Regions from separate parts of the Pan troglodytes genome. Here region 1 is linked to region 2. Evidence: chromatin contacts called from public Hi-C data. All regions are on one chromosome and are shown on one strand. The core of a region is the stretch at or near the end of the contact, and the rest is flanking DNA. Distances in the headings are between cores, read along the strand shown.

Region 1 (2,700 bases), core at 158-2,657, 480 kb after region 2:
TGTGACCCTCTAGAAAGGAATAAAAAAACTCCTTCTGAAGGATACAAGTTCCATTTCTGGTTTTCCTTCAGTTGGCCTTGAACCAGAATACGTTCTCTGGGCCTCTCTAACTAGTGCCTGTCTTGCTCTAGCCCCATCTTAGGGTTAAGGCCAAGACCCAAAACAAGCAACATGAACATCAGAACAGCACCAGAAACCCCAGGTAGGCTCCACAGATGAAAATAATGACTGTGGCAGCCATGGTACTCAAATGGAAGGCCTGCTTTCTTTTTAGAAGGAACCTAATTGGCAAGTAAGTTGCTGTTTGACTTGATGGGCGTAAACTCACCGTTCTGCATCCCACTTTCCCGATCTTCACTTCAGTTGCTTAAATGGAGTGCGCTAAACCTCAATTTGATAATTGCATCCTCAAAACCTTTAATGAAGGTGCCTATCAAAGTGTAAATAATTACCCGGTAATCTTGTATTTGCAAACTGCATCTTGGCTGTTTACGCTTCACCGAGGTTCAAATCAGAGGTTCAGGGCTCCCCCAGCCCTCACATTCCTGTTGATGTCAGAGGAATTTCAAGGACCCAGAGGACAGCATTGTAACACAGTTCTCCAACGAAGGCGTTCACCTTCACTCCCTCCCAATGCTGCCCTCTGTCATTTTCTGGTGCTATTTATAAATCCAAGGGAGCATTGCTGTTTTGTTTTGGTGCTGGTGATGCAGACACTCATCGTCATCAGAATTTTTGCCCTGACGCCGGGCACGGTGGCCCACACCTGTAATCCCAGCACTTTGGGAGGCCGAGGCGGGCAGATCGCTTGAGCCCAGGAGTTTAAGACAAGACCAGGCAACAAAGTGAAACCCCGTCTCTACTAGAAATACAAAAGTTAGCTGGGTGTGATGGTGGGTGCCTGTAATCCCAGCTACTCAAGAGGCTGAGACGGGAGAATCACTTGAACCTGGGAGGCGGAGGTTGCAGTGAGCTGAGATGGCACCACTGCAGTTCAGCCTGGGTGACAGAGCAGGACTCCGTCTCAAAAAAAAAAAAAAAAAAAAAAAAAAAAAAAGGTTCTGCCCTGAGACTTTCAGGCCTGGCCTTGTTGCTCTGGAACTTGCTCCCTCCTCGCTAACCTGTTTCCTTCTTTGGAGATTACCCACTTTAGCTCACCTGGGGAACACACACACCACTGACCCAGTTAGGGCTTCTTCCAGCCTCTTCTCTTTTTTCCATTCTCTTGACTGCGTTAATTATTCACAGGAACCCGTCAATGAAAGCGCCAGGGATCATCCAGAAGGCTGACCACCAAATTAGAACAAGAAAATACTTGAAACAGTTTGCGTGCTGTCTGAGGGTGCAGCTATGGAGAGGGCATGTTTTAGGTGCTGGGGTCTAAGAGAAGTGAAAAGAGACGCCAAGCCAGGTGACTGACAGAAGGCAGGCGACAAACCCAGGCTTCCCAGGCTCGTACTTTCTCTTCGGTGCTGTATTTTTCAGCACACCAACTTGCTGAGAGTTTGCAGCTGACATCTCGAGAAGTAGTCTTCTGAAAAGCTGAGCGAAAATTATTCACCTCATGTAAAAACAAGTGCGATTTACATCTAATATGGGTAATTACTTTTACAGTTAATTAAAAGCGCTCTCATTAAACTCCCGCTGTGATGCCAATGCATAGCTCTTATTTGCAAACAGACCCTTGGTTTGAGCTCACCTGGTGACAGGAGACTCCTACCTGAAACAGGGATGCCTTTCTCGGTACTATGTTTAATTGTGCTGAGCCAGCAAACCTCGAGTTACCCGGCCTTTTACCCCACGCCAGCTCTGCTTGTCTGCATGGCTAGATTTTGAGATATGGAAGCGTCTTGTCCTCTCATAACCACACTCCAAAAAAAAAGTAAGGTGAAGAAAACAAAATAACTCACAGGAGGTAGGGGTGCCAAAGAAAGGTAGGGGACTCAAAGAAAGAAGTCAAGATGAAAAGCCTGCTATCTTTATTTGCATAATAGTTTGGTTGGGGATCGTTTTGTAGTTGTTCTGGCTTTACAGCTTTTTCCTGCCTAAGAAGATATTTACTGTCAGAGAAAATATCCCCTAGGCCCCCTGAAAATTCCTCCAAATATTTATAGTCAGCAGCTCTGCCCTGCAACCTACCCAACTAAGGTAAACTTTACTCCCTTGGTTGAAGTGATTTGTGTGGAGATTTTACTTAGTTTACATGCGTTGTTTGCTGTTTGTATGATTTCAGGTGAAATAGCTCTTACATCCTGAGTCATCTTCATATTTAGGTTGAAACCATAGACTTTTCGGAATATTCTTTGCCCTGAAGCATCTCTGCCACGCTGAACCTTCTTAAACACATATTAATAAAATGTCTCCTCAAATGATCACATTCCTAGTAAGTAATTAGGGCTTAGTAATTAAAACATGCAGTCATTTGAGACTTAAATTTTGAAGGCACAGAAAGATTGAGAAATTTAAAAAGTTTACGGACCTGATGAATTGGATACTCTTGTATAGGACTTGGTGCTTTCGGTATTTTTTGCAAAGTTATTTGCTCCCATCTGCTGGCCACATGTGATATTGCAGGTGCTGAGCTAATTTGTGAATGGAAAAGGAAGTGAATAAAATCTATCACTGCAAACATTTTATACTATTCTTCATGTATTCAAGTGAACTGATTTGAATCTTGGTTTTTGTTTGTTTGTTTGTTTT
Region 2 (2,700 bases), core at 15-2,514:
TACAGTTCAATAGATCTCAATATGAAATGGCATATTATTGTTATTTATATGTATATTTAATATTATATAAAACACTTTTGCTTTAACTTAAGCATTTGGATTCTGATTCTTTGAGGCGTGATTATGGTATTGTCGTTCACAGCTTAGCTATGTCATCTCAGATAAATTAATGAAATGTCCAAGCCTCAGCTTCAGCAATTCTTAAATGAGGGTAATAGTATTAATACCCACCTGACAAGATTACCCTGAAGACGGAACAAGATAATGTAAAATGATGAATGAAGGCCTTTACATACAGTAAGTGCTTAATAAATGACAGCTCATTATCATTATTGTTTTTATATTTATTTTTGGTTGAAAATATTAATCTTCTGAACTACCCTTACCAGTGCCAAAACAACCATAAAGAAACAACTGTGCAGTCCTGTTATCCACGTGGCATGAGTTACAGGGTTCATTATACTGAAGACAATAAAAACCAAAAAGAAAACAGCACCTTGGAAGGAGCTATTTGCAGAAGTCTCACTCAAAAGAGTTCAAAATTGAGAGTTCCAAACCTAATAAAGATAACACGTCTGCCCTCTGGTGGACATTCATTTTGAGTTAGAATTTTCTCTGCTAAGACTAGAGATTTTTCAACCTTCCTAAAATGTCAGGGTGTTGTAGCTGGAGTAGCAAACAGTTCTGCCTGCTTCGTTTGAATTTTGTCTGATAAATATGCAGGTGAACGTCTAAATGCACAACATGCATGGGCAAATGAAATGTTTTATGGCTACAGCGTAATGCTCTCCTCATTTTTGTTCAGCTCCTTCAGGAGTTAGTGATTGCTAAGGGTTATTTACAAGAAATCTGAGCTGTCTGATCACTCAACTGTGGAAGGTAAATGAGATTTTTAAGGTGTAGGGAAAAGGAGAGGCAAATGGTAAAATGGGCCAATGCGTGAAAAAGAGGGAGACGTCAAACTTAGGTACTGGAATTGCTGGGATGTTGTCATCAACGATTTGATCTGATGGGAAAGGGATGCTTAATGTTTCTTCTGTGAGGTGTGTGCCTGTACCACACACATGCACACATACAGTGGAGTGGAAATTATTCCTGCAAAGGGCAGCAGTTCTCAGAGTGTAGTCTTTTCTCTTCCTACTCAAATTGGTAAATATAAATAATCAAGACTGTTTTGGTGGCTTCTGGTTCCCCAAGTAGAAAGCATCTTAGTTAGCAATTCAGTGAAGTCACTGACCTTGAAATAGGACACCAGACCTATTGCTGAAATGTCTTCCACCTCACATGCCTTCCCTGCCTGCTGTCCTGCTGAACTTGTTGACTCTATGCACATAAGGACTCTCTGGGGTCCAAATGACGGGGACCAAGCTCGCACACATCATTCAGCGAATAGGCTGGCTCAACTAACCGAAGGTTCCATGGGCTCTTCTAGCTTAAGGTGGCTGTATTCCTTGGGGCGGGGTTGATGGGGAATGAAAATAAGGTCATCAAGGTCTCTCTCTCTTTCTCTCTGACTCTCTATTTCTCTCTCCTTCTCCCTCCTTCCATCACTTATCTCTGTTTTCTTTTTCCATGTTGGTTTCATTCTCAGGTAGACAGTCTTCGTGTGGTGACAGGGGTGACCTGAGACTCCAAACCTCTGTCTTCATCACTGCCTTTGTTTTCAGGAAAAGGAGAGACTCTTACTCTCAGCATAACGCCGGTCCCTGAATAAGGACGGCATCTCTCTGTCTGTATCATAAGCCCACTTTCACACCAGTTACCTCTTTGGTGGGAGTGGGTTACTCTGAAGAGCCTCAGTCATGTGCCCAGCCCCGTGGGGTTTTTGTTTTGTTTTGTTTTTTTGAGATAGAGTCTCACTCTGTTGCCCAGAATGGAGTGCAGTGCCTCCATTTCAGCTCACTGCAACCTCCACCTCCCAGGTTCAAGCAATTCTTCTGCCTTAGCCTCCCAAGTAGCTGGGACTACAGGCCTGTACCACCACACCTAGCTAATTTTTTTATTTTTAATAGAGTCAGGGTTTCACTATATTGGCTAGGCTGGTCTCAAACTCCTGACCTCATGTTCTGCCTGCCTCAGCCTCCCAAAGTGCTGGGATTACAGGCATAAACCACCGTGCCCCGCCTTGCCTGTGTTTTGGGAGTCAAGGCGAGATGATGAGAGGGGAGGGTATTTGCTGACGAATAGTGGCATTGTGTTGCTAAAAGAAGGGCAAAGGGTGTTGGATGGGAATAGCCGAAACACGCATGCGTGATGTTCAGGGCCCTTAGTCCTTGTTCTTTTTGTCTCCGCAAGTTTGCCGAAGTTGCTCTTTGATAATCTTTCTTACCTTTCCAAATTGCACCTACCCTTTGACGTATAGCTCAAGTTGTACTTTCTCTGTGGACTTTTTCTCCGAGCCTGGCTTCAGCTTGCCTTCGATTTTAAGCTGAGAGCACTTACCTGGTCTACCCACTGGCTGTTTAAGTGCTAACGGTAGCTCCTGCTGTTATTGTTATCTCTTATTCCAACCTTCTAACATTTTTTCCACTGTTTCATTTTGTTTTTTGTTTAATGGTTTTATTACTCTTTGTTTTGGGGACTGACAAATTTTTGGATGCCCATCTTATCTAACACAGTCAGTACTGCCTCTTTTGATGATAGTGAGATAGGAATTTCAGGAGACCAAAAGAAAGAGCTTGCTCAAATATTATAACTTGC

What was found. Hi-C and Micro-C count contacts between places; a contact is called where the count stands out from the background.
Region 1: a contact with region 2 is called in a Hi-C map of induced pluripotent stem cells, with 2.8 times the contacts expected there. The contact joins two enhancer-like sites. A contact is called at or near these places in 2 of 7 Hi-C or Micro-C datasets (induced pluripotent stem cells and stem cell-derived neural progenitor cells).

Annotation. Positions count from the first base shown.
Region 1 is chr18:9,289,369-9,292,068 of NHGRI_mPanTro3-v2.0_pri, forward strand. All of the region lies in intron 5 of RBFOX1 (RNA binding fox-1 homolog 1), which reads left to right. Among named protein-coding and RNA genes, the nearest start is that of RBFOX1, 1.4 Mb to the left of the region's middle. Within about 2 kb of position 1,408, at least 1 of the 24 cell types and tissues checked has an H3K27ac peak or open chromatin away from gene starts, as enhancers often do. A contact at or near this core is called in induced pluripotent stem cells, where this site is marked.
Region 2 is chr18:8,813,562-8,816,261 of NHGRI_mPanTro3-v2.0_pri, forward strand. The region is part of intron 4 of RBFOX1 (RNA binding fox-1 homolog 1); the gene reads left to right. Among named protein-coding and RNA genes, the nearest start is that of RBFOX1, 930 kb to the left of the region's middle. Within about 2 kb of position 1,265, at least 2 of the 24 cell types and tissues checked have an H3K27ac peak or open chromatin away from gene starts, as enhancers often do. A contact at or near this core is called in induced pluripotent stem cells, where this site is marked.